2 separate regions of the Mus musculus genome follow, and region 1 is linked to region 2. A link is a contact called in public Hi-C data. All regions are on one chromosome and are shown on one strand. Each heading gives the region's core, a stretch centred on a gene start, on an enhancer-like site or on the middle of the called end of the contact. The rest is flanking DNA. Distances are from core to core; before and after follow the strand shown.

Evidence for each region. Hi-C and Micro-C count contacts between places; a contact is called where the count stands out from the background.
Region 1: a Hi-C map of the N1E-115 cell line shows a contact between it and region 2, with 9 times the contacts expected there. The contact joins two enhancer-like sites. A contact is called at or near these places in 2 of 39 promoter capture datasets (embryonic stem cells and hippocampal neurons), 1 of 484 Hi-C or Micro-C datasets (the N1E-115 cell line), 1 of 115 datasets of contacts at active chromatin or transcription factors (T-cell acute lymphoblastic leukemia) and 1 of 9 other capture datasets (liver).

The regions. Positions count from the first base shown.
Region 1 is chr7:113,876,497-113,882,549 of GRCm38.p6, forward strand. Spon1 (spondin 1, (f-spondin) extracellular matrix protein) reads left to right here. Exons shown (of 16, transcript NM_145584.2): 4 at 2,681-2,754. Among named protein-coding and RNA genes, the nearest start is that of Spon1, 110 kb to the left of the region's middle. Within about 2 kb of position 2,590, at least 8 of the 459 cell types and tissues checked have an H3K27ac peak or open chromatin away from gene starts, as enhancers often do. A contact at or near this core is called in the N1E-115 cell line, where this site is marked.
Region 2 is chr7:113,376,421-113,381,836 of GRCm38.p6, forward strand. No RefSeq gene overlaps it. Among named protein-coding and RNA genes, the nearest start is that of Pth, 9.4 kb to the right of the region's middle. Within about 2 kb of position 2,036, at least 158 of the 459 cell types and tissues checked have an H3K27ac peak or open chromatin away from gene starts, as enhancers often do. A contact at or near this core is called in the N1E-115 cell line, where this site is marked.

The sequences.
Region 1 (6,053 bases), core at 1,340-3,839, 500 kb after region 2:
GAGGTTCATAGCGCTGCCTTGCTTCCTGACCTGTTGAGATGCAAGTATGTGGCTGTTGTGCTTCTGTCTCAACAGAGCCCTGCATCTCCAGGCCTTACCTGCCGTGATGCCTGCCATGATGAACTGTGTTCCCTCTGACTGGGAGCTGCACAGTCCGTTCTTCCGCTAAGTTGTTCTTTGTCAGGTACTTTGCCTAAGCAACAGGAGAAGAATCTGTCTCAGTTAGGCTTTCTATTGCCATGATAAAACACCATGACCAAAAGTAACTTGGGGAGGAAAGGATTTATTTCATCGTGTAGCTCAGGCTATCATGAAAGGAAGTCAGAGCCGGAACTTGAGGGCAGGAACTGATGCAGAGGCATAGAGAAATACTACTTACTGGCTTGCTTCTCATGGCTTTCTCAGTCTACCTGTTTGTATAGCCTGCAAGACCACCCGTCCAGGGGTAAGCTTCCCCCCTTCATCAATCAGGAAAATGCCCTATGAAGTTGTCCTACCGGCCAGTCCATTGGAGGCGTTTTCTCAATTTATGTTCCCTCTTCCAAAATGACTCCACTTGTGTCAAGTTGACATAAAACTAGCTAGCAGAAAAGCTAATAATATCCCTGTAGTCCAGTCATTCTCAAATATTTATTGAGAGAGAACTTTATTGAAATAAAGCTTGGTTTGCATGAGTCCTCTCTACCACATGACACACCAACCTATTGTCACACCTTGGCCCAAGTACTCTTTTGAAAGAACAGATCTGGTTATCTCAGTCCTGGGGCATGCTCCTCAAAGACATCTATCAAATTTTGAGTGAAAGGCCATTTCCCAGCAGGCCCTGGGTCACGTGGTGATGGCTACTTACCTCCCTACTCCCCTCACGTCATTTCCTTGACTTCCCACTTATGCATCCTCCAGCAAGCCCATGTCATCCCTGCCTCAATGATTTTGTAAACAATGTCCTCTCCTTTTCTTCTCTCTCCTGATTCCCCAGTTAGTGCCTGCTCTTCCAATATCAGCTGAGCTATTATTTCCCAGGGAAGCGTTTCCCAGCTTGGTCAGGTCTCCCTTCTGCACTCTGTAGATGTTTACATGGTAGCACTCAATCACCATTAGCTGTGGGTTTGATTATTTTTTGCTTCCCCTTCCTGTGATATGAACTTTGGGAATGAGCCGAGTAGCCCTCATCCCTATTGTTCATAATGGCCCCGGGTACCCTCCTCAGTGCCAGCCACTAAACATGCCCTCTGGCAATCAATTTGTTGAAAATGTGCCCGTAAATACTACAAGAAGACAAAAGGAAGGAGCCTTCCACTGAACCAGAACTGTGATTCTTAGACTGTTCCTAGGAGGTCTATGCTCCTGCAAGGGTCCCTCAGGCCCAGGGTGAGAGAGGCACCCTGACAAGTAAGAACAAGAGGCTTTGCTACTTGGTTTTGAGGTAGGGATGGCTATTACTCTTTTGGTCTGAGGGAACTTTCCCACTTAATGGTCCAGAGAATAGATAAAATGATCAAAGTCGTTTTGTGTAGACAGGAAGCATATTTCATTTACTTATTTCAACATCTTGTCTCTCTTGGGTGGGGAAAGACTGTAAAAGACATCTGTAAAGCTGGCCTGAGTTGTACTCTTTTGTGCAAGACTGGATGTAGCATAGACATTTCTTTGGAAAGTCATCTTGGCCTTTGCCCAGACCATTGGGGAAATTGTCTCTACTCAGCACAGATCCCCACAGAGAACGTGGGCCAGTTCCTAGGTCTGGAATCATGGCCGTCAGACCGTTGTTCAGTGCGGTCAGCTCTAATGGAGTCAGGGATGCCTTTATCTGTTAAATAGGGTGAATCGAAGTGAAAATTACCTTTTGATTGAGTAGCATTGCTGAAGAAAATCAATAGAAATGGCTCGAGATTTATCGGCACCAGCTCAATTTTAAGTGTTGTAGACTCTTAAATTGCTGGAACACTGGGTTTCAGGATCCATCCTTCTCCAGGCCAATGGAAAATAAACAGAGAATGAGTTAAGGGAGAAACTGCATTTCTGTTCTGTCACAAAGGAAAGAGGAAATATGTGCTGACCAAAGCTAAGTCATTTGCAACCTCAAACTATGCTTTCTAAATTCTAAGAGCCCACGTTTGACGTGTTCAAGGGAGAAAGACCGCAGCTGACGCGGTCTTTGTTCAGAGTGTAGGAGACGGTTTTGTCTAGACTTTCAGGAATGATATAGAATGACATTTTTAGAACAAATAAAAAAAATAGTTTTAGATTCCTCTTTTCCCTTCAGGAGAAGGATTTGACATGCTTCTGAAATCTGAATGTGGTGGGTCTATAAACAGCCTCCATCATTTACTAGGAAGAGGATGGGAAAATGAGCCATTGAGAAAAGATGCTGAAAATGTCCTTGGTTTACTTTCTTACTTTAATAGCAGTGCCATCAATAGTAATCCAGCACCTAATGGGGAGGGAATGGTTTATAGGCACGTGCTAGGCTGCTGACATACATTGCCTGGCAGTTCTCAGGGTGACATCATGGGGCAGGTATTGCTTGTCTGCTTATGAATGAAGAGACAGAAGCACACAGAGCTTGGGAAACAGCACACAGAGCCACCGAACATGGGCTTCTAAGCAAGGATTGTGTTTGACTGTCCCTCTAAACCTGCCCATCTCACCACTGTGTTGATGTCTTCTTTCCCCACAGGGCCAGCATTGTACAGAAACGCATAATTTATTTTCAAGACGAGGGCTCCCTGACCAAGAAGCTGTGTGAACAGGGTAAGAACATGCAGACGGGGGAGGGAGAGGTGAGGGAGGGCTCTTTCAGGTTAAGCTGGCTGCAGAAATTCAGGCAACAGGGCTTTCTGAATTCCCCTGGGCCCTGCCTCCTCACGTAGCTCTGATTTTTAATCTGGCTGTGTGCTATGGATAATTGGATCCGCCTTAAGCTCTAATTACTCGGCTTGATTCCCTGGGTAGGAGATAATGTACCTTATATTGGTGCTGTCTTCTTATTTTTGTGAAACAGTGATTATTCTGAAGAGGTTCCTTGGAATAATTCACAGGACTTAATTAAGGAATGCACAGTTGTGTACCTTTAAAAAGCCTATGGTGGCTCTCTGGAATAACCACCCTCAGAACTTGCATGGCACCTGAATAATATGGAGCTTTTCTCCCAAAAAAAGACCAGTAGCAGACAGGAGTGTCATGGGTTGGAGGGTAGGGGGACACTAACCTTGTGATTTTACCACTTCCAAGTCTGGTCCTCAGACTGCAAGTTCATAAACACCCTTTACTTAGAGTGAAATATTCTAATAGATGTCCTTTTTCTGGTGCTAGGGATCATATCTGGTGCCTTGTGCATGCTAACTAAGCACTTTAGCTCTGAGCTACCCCTGAGCCTGGGATTGGAGCATCCTAATAAAGTAGACCGTGTGTTTACAGATGGGGCCTGGGCTCAGATTATGCCTAGCTTAGATCTGCTTCTGTTGTGCAGCCTGCCCTTCCACCCCCACACCATGTGATTTAATAACGTACAATAAGCCAAGGAAATGGCTCCGTGAGTAAAGTTCTTACCATGCAACTTTGAGGGCTTGAGTTCAGAGCCCCAGACTTCACATAAAGCTGGACATGGTGCTTCAGCCCTGCAATCCCATCATTCATCTGTAACATATGAGATGGAAGCAGAGGTGGCAATTCCTGGGTGCTCCCAGCGCAGCTAGCCTGACATCTACAGGTTGAAAACAACAAGAGAACCTGTTCCCAACAAGATCAAATGTAAGGACTGACACCTGAGATTGTCCTCTGAGCCCCATAGAAGTGCAAAGGCATACTTGCATTCACAGACTCCAACCCAGACAAGCACACACATCATACACGCAAGATTGAATGTGGATGCATGTGTGTGTGTGTGTGTGTGTGTGTGTGTGTGTGTGTGTGTTTGTATGTGTGTGTGTGTGTACGTGCATGGTAGCTATTGCTGTCTATGTTCAAATGCTTGTTCATTAATTTGTTGTGAAAAAATAAGACTTTAAACATCGGAACTGGTTTAGAAGTTATTAGGTAACCCAATGAAAATGGAAAATGCTCTATAATTATACAGCTTAGCTATCTCATTTCTATTCATTTTTGCAGAATTTTTATTTGCCTTTCCAGCAATTAGCCTTTTCAGAAGGAATAATCCTCTCCAACTATAGCAAACCATAAACTACTAAGAAAGGTTGGAGAGAGGTCTACTGGGGAAATAATAATTGCTAATAATTTTGAGTGTTTGCTATATGACAGGCACTATTCTAAACACCTTCTATTGCTTAATTATGCAATCTATACTGTAGCCCTGTATGCTAAAGCCTATTGGATCAGCCATAGTGCAGATGAAAAGCCTGAGGTAGAGAGAGTTCAAATAGCTATTTACAGTCAGCAGCGGAGGGTAGGGATTGACACTAGGAGTCCATGCTTTGAGCCACTGCTCCCTGTCAATGCTGAATCCTCTATGGCCAGTACTTTGCAGCCCTGTCTATGTCAGAGCCATGCACTGTCTTCTTGTAAAAAGGCTAGAGTCAAATGTTAAGTAGAGTTTTATGGAGATAGTCGGATGCTTGGCATCAGGGTGGGAGTTCTGGACTCTCTGGCCAAGACCCTTTCTAACTTCTTGGTGTGCATCTCTACGCATGGGATGAGGTCTTCTCTCTAAGCCATTTAGCAGATAAATGGTTCTGTTAGCTTTTTTCCAAACAAGGAACATCTCACTCTTTAGGCTCTTATTTCTTTTTAAAAATAAATAAATAAATAAATAAATAACCACACTGTTGCTCTCTTTAGACACATCAGAAGAGGGCGTCACATCCCATTATAGATGGTTGTGAGCCACCATGTGGTTGCTGGGAATTGAACTGAGGACCTCTGGAAGAGTAGTCAGTGCTCTTAACCTCTAAGCCATCTCTCCAGCCCCTAGGCTCTTGTTTCTTAAATAACAATCTCATCCCTTACCCTCTTTCTTTCTTATACTCGGTTCCCATGAGCTGGACTCAAGGTTGTTCTGACTCACACATAGGTTACATCTTAATCTTCCCCTGTAGGTATCTAGGCTCATCATTCACTGAGGTGTGGTTCTATTAGGTGGACTGGCAGAAGCCAGGCTTATTTCCAGAATCTGAAAGTTCTTAGGAGACACTTCACAGACAGCCCCAGCCCCATGGCTGACAAGAATCTTTGGCGCCTTAGTGCTGATCTTAGGAAGCCTTGTCTAAGCTGTGTATGTGCTAACCTCCAGGGGGCACAGCAATAATGAAATAGTATGATGTGTCTCTAGTTGCTTCTCTCAGGCTGAACTCTTAGGAAAATGGGTGATCACACAATCTATACAAAGACTCCTTCCAACTTGATGGACTGAAAAGGCCCAGCAAGTCCTCATTCGTCTGTGTGCTTATAGATGATCCCTGGAATCAGCAGACCCATGAGAAAATTAACATCAAAATGATCACATTAAGAAAACCATTTAAACCTAAGCAGAGCAGAGGGATTTTTTTAATGTATTTAATCACTTAGCAAACGCCAGCTTTTCATCAAAATCTCTATGTGCCTTGCTTTCTTGTTGAATCAAATCAAATCTGTTAAGAAAAGAAATAGTGGAACTTGGAACTATCATTTATTGCCCCAATTATGACCATTCCTCCATAGGTGATGAAATATAGCCACAAGAATAAAAAGCAGTGAGCAATAATGTGTGTGTGTGTGTGCGTGTGCGAGTGTGGGTGTGCACATCTGTATGTGTAAATATGAACATTGTTCCATGTACTTATAAGATCAAAAGAAACCTTGGATGTCAGTCTTTACCTTCAACCTTGTTTGAAATGGGTTCTCTTTGGTTTTTGTTTGTTTGTTTGGTTGGTTGGTTTTGTTTTGTTTTGTTTTAACTGTGTATGCCAGGCTATGTAGCCTAGGAGCTCCTAGGAAATTCTCTTGTCTTCACTTCCCATCTCTGTTTAGATGTGCAATGACAAGTTTGTGCTATATGCCTGACTATTTTACCTGGGTCCCAGAGATTCAAACTCTGGTCCCCAAGCTTGCATGGTAAG
Region 2 (5,416 bases), core at 786-3,285:
AGTTACCAGCAACCATATGGTAGCTCACAAACCATCTATAAAAGGGGTTTGATGCCCTCTTCTAGTGTCTCTGAAGACAGCTACAGTGTACTTATAAATAAAATAAATCCTTTTTAAAAAAATAACAATCTCAGAGTTCACAGTGTGATGGAATATCCTGCAACAGAGAGTGGTCCTTGACCTTTGAAGAAACTGTTAGGTATATTTTTATTTACATCAAATAAAGCAGTTTTTTAAAAGGCCTGCCCAATAAGCGGGAAATCACACCTGGTACTGGAAACCTAGCCAACTATCTGGGGCAAGTGTGGTCATGGGTCTTGGGGAGAACATATAACTCCCATTTTATTAAGTCGGCATAATTTTACCGTACATTCTAAATATTTATTCTTATACTCATAGAGAAGTGTGGATCTCATCTCTCCTCAAAGAAACATCTCTTTTGGACAGATGGAGATCATTACAGAAAACCACAACCAAACTGCAGAGAATAAGTGACTATATTATTGTCCATCCTCAATGGGTAGATTACAACACAATTGCAGATACATCTACAACATCTCACTCTGTAGACCAAACTGGCCTTGAAACCACAGAAATCTGCCTGGTTTTGCCTCTCAAGTGCTTGGACTGAAGGTGTGTCTCACCGAGCCCAGCTAGAAAAACTTTTTTTTTTTTTTTCAAAAAGGAACATAAGGAAAGGAAAGAGCACAAGATAAAAAACATACTTTAACAATGAAAAGAAAACATGATTAAAATTAAGGACAAAAAATAATTCTTTACAGGTTTAAAATAGCCACCCAAAGAGTACAGGTTATTGCCGTTGTTCTTGGTTACCCACTGGGACTTGATGGTAAGACCCTGTTGTTGAAGACACCACATAGTTTGCTCGTAGAACTTCGAAAAACCAAATTGATACAGATCTGGAAGCATCATCCTTGCTGGCTAGCTTCCACAGTGCTGGAATGTGTTTTGCAGGTTCCTAGGAGAGAAAAAAGTTAACAGTCTTATTCAGCCATGATTCCTCCAAGCTCCAATAATCTGTGGCCTGACAAGACATGCCCTTTGGTTCAATAATGACATGAATGTTACAGGGTAACCAAAAACTTCCTAATTGGATTTAAGTCCCACTACACAGGAAAGAACTCTTGTGTACTAAATCTGGCCAAGAACTTGTGGTTAGAGAGGGCATAGGCCCTACTCCCACAATTTTATTAAAGGGACACAGTGTCAAACTGCCCTCTAAATACTTGTACCCACAATGCAGCTCTCTCTCATCAGAGAAGCTCCTCTGTGCAGTGGTGGTTATATAGAAATTACAACAAGCCAAACTGCAGAGAATAATTGACTGTGCTGTGCTCGGCCCTGAACAGGACATTTGTATCTCATCTTCACACTTCAAAAGGCCAGGGAACCTTGCAGAAGAGGGAGGGAGAAAGGTTGGAAAAGCCAGAGGCATGGGAAGATTGTTGCAAAATGTCTTCTGAACATGACTATTCCACTCATGGATTCATAGAACCCGTGGTTGCCAGCATAGAAAATGGTACAAGAGTGAGTCAGTCAGTGCGCCAGCGTAAAGAGGGAGGAGACTCATGAGACTCCACCCCAACCCTAGATGAGGCGTGGTTGGCATTTGATGCTTCTAGAAAAGGGAGTCCCTTTTCAGTGGCATAGCCCACAGTCGTTTACCCATCCACCAGTAGATGGCACCCTCTATCCATGTGCATACCAGTAGCACTAATTAAACTTGCTGGAATAAAAGAGGAAGAGGTGGTCATGACATTGGAAAAGGGTGGGGCATGTCCCCAGAATAGTTAGGGGGAGGAAGAGGGATGAGAATGACCTAAATTCATGTGTGAAATTACAAAATAAATAAATAAATAAATATTTTATAAAATATAGCAAAAAGTCAAAAGATGAGAAAAAGAAACTAAAAAACAATGAATTGGAGAAGCCTCTGTGTGGGTCTCTTGGAATCTGCAAGGCGGAGTCCCTTGTGTTTCCTAAACCTGGCACTGTACCAGCAGAGTGCTGGGCTGGCCTCATGATTGCTTTGATACTACATTCATCTTAGAAACTTCCCTTTTTATGTGCCCCAGAAGCAAATGCTGACCACACTGAGCTTTGCAACCCGTGGAAGAGGTTTTCACTTGCATCAGAGAATTATTGATTTGTGTATGAAGGGGTGTCTATGTGTAAGCCAAGTGCTATCTCCTACATGTCTCAGAGAGCAGGTGAAGTAGAGATCTGAGCTCTTTTCTGGAGGGAAGAACAGAGAGAGAAGCTAGCACTCAAGTTTAGTAGTTTCAGATTATGCCTAGCAGTCAAACACCTCGTGGGTGGGTGGAGGCTGCAGAAATCAAGTGATCCAGTGTGCTTGGGTTCAGAGCCTTCAATGAGCAGTTTGCTGACCACAGACTTAAGCTTACAATTCTCTATTGTTATCCTCATATTACCAAGTTTGCTCCTTGGTTCAAAGAGTAGAAACATTGTGCTTTCACAGCCCAAATTCCCTTCTGTCTAAATTTCTTAGTATGTCCTCATCTGCCATGCTCTTCTCCATGACTGTCTCTTGTGGCCCTCTCCCACCCAAACACTGGTAGGATGACTCTGGAAGTTCCTCTCATGATTTTTTTTTTTTTCGAGACAGTGTTTCTCTGTATAGCCCCAGCTGTCCTGGAACTCACTTTGTAGACCAAGCTGGCTTCGAACTCAGAAATCTGCCTGCCTCTGCCTCCCAAGTGCTGGGATTAAAGGCATGCGCCACCACGCCCGGCATGACTTGTTTTTCTTAACAGTCAGAGATTCACACAGAGGCAGCTTCTAATCTACCACCATACTCTGGAAATCCTAATGCCTTGCTTCATAAGCATCCTGAGATCAAGATAATGGGTCATAACTGGAGTGTAATTCAGTATTTAGAGAGCATAATTAGCATGTTTGTGGCCCCAAGACACAGCAGTCAGTCAAGAAGCAAAAGGATGCCACAAGTGGAAAAAGGTGGCTTCCAAGTGCCTAACAGAATTTGTCCTTCAAGGGTCCACCCAAGCAGCCTCTAGTACAAGAGGGATCCAGCCTTCTCCAAAGAAGGAAGGCTGAAGCTAAGTTCGCAGAATGCAGGATTCCCTCCTGGGGATAGAGAGGGGGGTGGGGGCTAAGATACAGACAGGGTCACTATGCTGATGGAGAACATCTACCAGTGTGTGGTCCCCATTCTAGCCTGAAACTTATTCTTAGAGCAACTTATTATTCAAAATAACTCATATATATAGCTATGTTATATTGGATACTAACAAGCAAAAAAAAAATGACAAACAAAAACTTTAAAATGGAAAATATGGAGGCTTAGCAATGGTGAGTGGTGAGGAAGGGAATATGGGAAATACAGACTGTGAGTTACAAAGACAGATATTTGAAAAAAAATTAGATGTTGTAGTTTTTTAAATTCACAGATACATGGCTAACTAGGAAAAAAAAACAAGAGAGTAATGATAAACATTAAGAATATGGTAAAAAAAAAAAAAAAAAAGAAGTCAAAGATCCTACATGGAAATTCTAAAATACCGACAGCATGCTATTATATAATCTCAAGGGTGGAAAGTGGATGTTCATTTTATATTTTCTTTATTTAAAAAAAGTGGGGCTGGAAAGATAATTTAGCAGTTAAGAGCACGTGCTGCTCTTCCAGAGGACCTGAGTTCTGACCCGAGCGCCCACATCAGGCAGCTCACAACTGCTTATCACTCTAACTCTAGTCTTATATACACCCTTACACACAAATGAAGTCTTTTAAACAAGCCACATATATTTTATACAAGATTGTAATATACAATAAACTTCACTATTTATAAAGAAAAGCTATGTATTCCCCTCTCCTCCCACCACATCTCCCCCTCCTCCCCTGGTGCTTTGAGAAAGAGTTTTTCTGTATAGCCTTTGGCTTGCTTTTCTGTATAGCTCTTGAAACTTGCTCTGTAGAACAGGCTGGCCTCACAGAGATCCACCTGCTTCTGCCTCTGCCTCCTGCCTCTCTGCCTCTCTGCCTCTCTGCCTCTCTGCCTCTGCCTCCAGTGCTGGGAATAAAGGTGTGCACTGTCACCACCTGCCTAGCCATTATTTTCTCTTATTCCCCTTTCCTATAGATCTCTTCTTGCCCTCTCATTATCCATTTCTCCTCTAATGTCCTACAAATACATATTTCTACATCCTGCATATGAGATGCAGTCTAGTTTATTTTGCTTAACACGATCTCCAGTTCTATCTACTTTCCTGCAAAAGTCATGATTTCATTCTTTGCTGGCTTAAATTTTTAAAAAATGAAATATAAAATGTATATTATTTTCAAGGATTCTGTAATAAGGCAGATATAAGCTCTGTGGTGGTGGTATGCCACCTATAATCCTAGCAGAGTCAGGCAGAGTTCAAGGCCAGCCTGAGCTATAGAGTGAGTTCCAAGTACAGCTAGAGCTACACAGAGAAAACCTGTCTTAAAAGAAACAAAATAAATAAAATAAAGTTATTAAAAAATTAATTTGTGTGATGGACATTTAATTGTAGTCAGACAAAGTACATGGAATTAACATCCTGGAAGTGAAGACTATATGTGTTTATAAGGAAAGCATTTTTAAAAGTCAAGTGCTTTATATTTCCAAAGAGCCTTTTGCTGACCAGTTATGAAAGAGAATATGACAGTATATTAAGAGTCTTATTTTCTGGAGAAATTATTGACACACTGCTTTTAAGGTCAAGCATATATTAAGAAAGAACAGTAGCATCCCTCATAATTTAAAAATTAAAATATTACAGGTACTGGATAAAACTATAAGAAACAAAGATGTGTAATAAGAAGGAGAAAAGAGGTAAATGTGCCATTATTTTGCATGATCAACAGTATAAAAAGCTTTATCACAAGATAAACAATCTTACCTAATAAATGAGCCCAACAAGGTTATTAGTCTAGGAGAAAACTGAATATTATCCTGCACAAAAATATTATCAACTAGAAAAATAATAAAACCATAGTTTCCCTTCAGGATAGACACAGATCTGGATTGTATTTAGTAATTAACACGAGCTGTGTAAAATCCAGAGGGAAGTGCTGTAAGATCGAGAATTGACAAATGGGACCTAATGAAACTCCAAAGTTTCTGCAAGGCAAAAGACACCGTCAATAAGACAAAAAGACCACCAACAGATTGGGAAAGGATCTTTACCTATCCTAAATCAGATAGGGGACTGATATCCAACATATATAAAGAACTCAAGAAGGTGGACTTCAGAAAATCAAATAACCCCATTAAAAAATGGGGCTCAGAACTGAACAAAGAATTCTCACCTGAGGAATACCGAATGGCAGAGAAGCACCTGAAAAAATGTTCAACATCCTTAATCATCAGGGAAATGCAAATCAAAACAACCC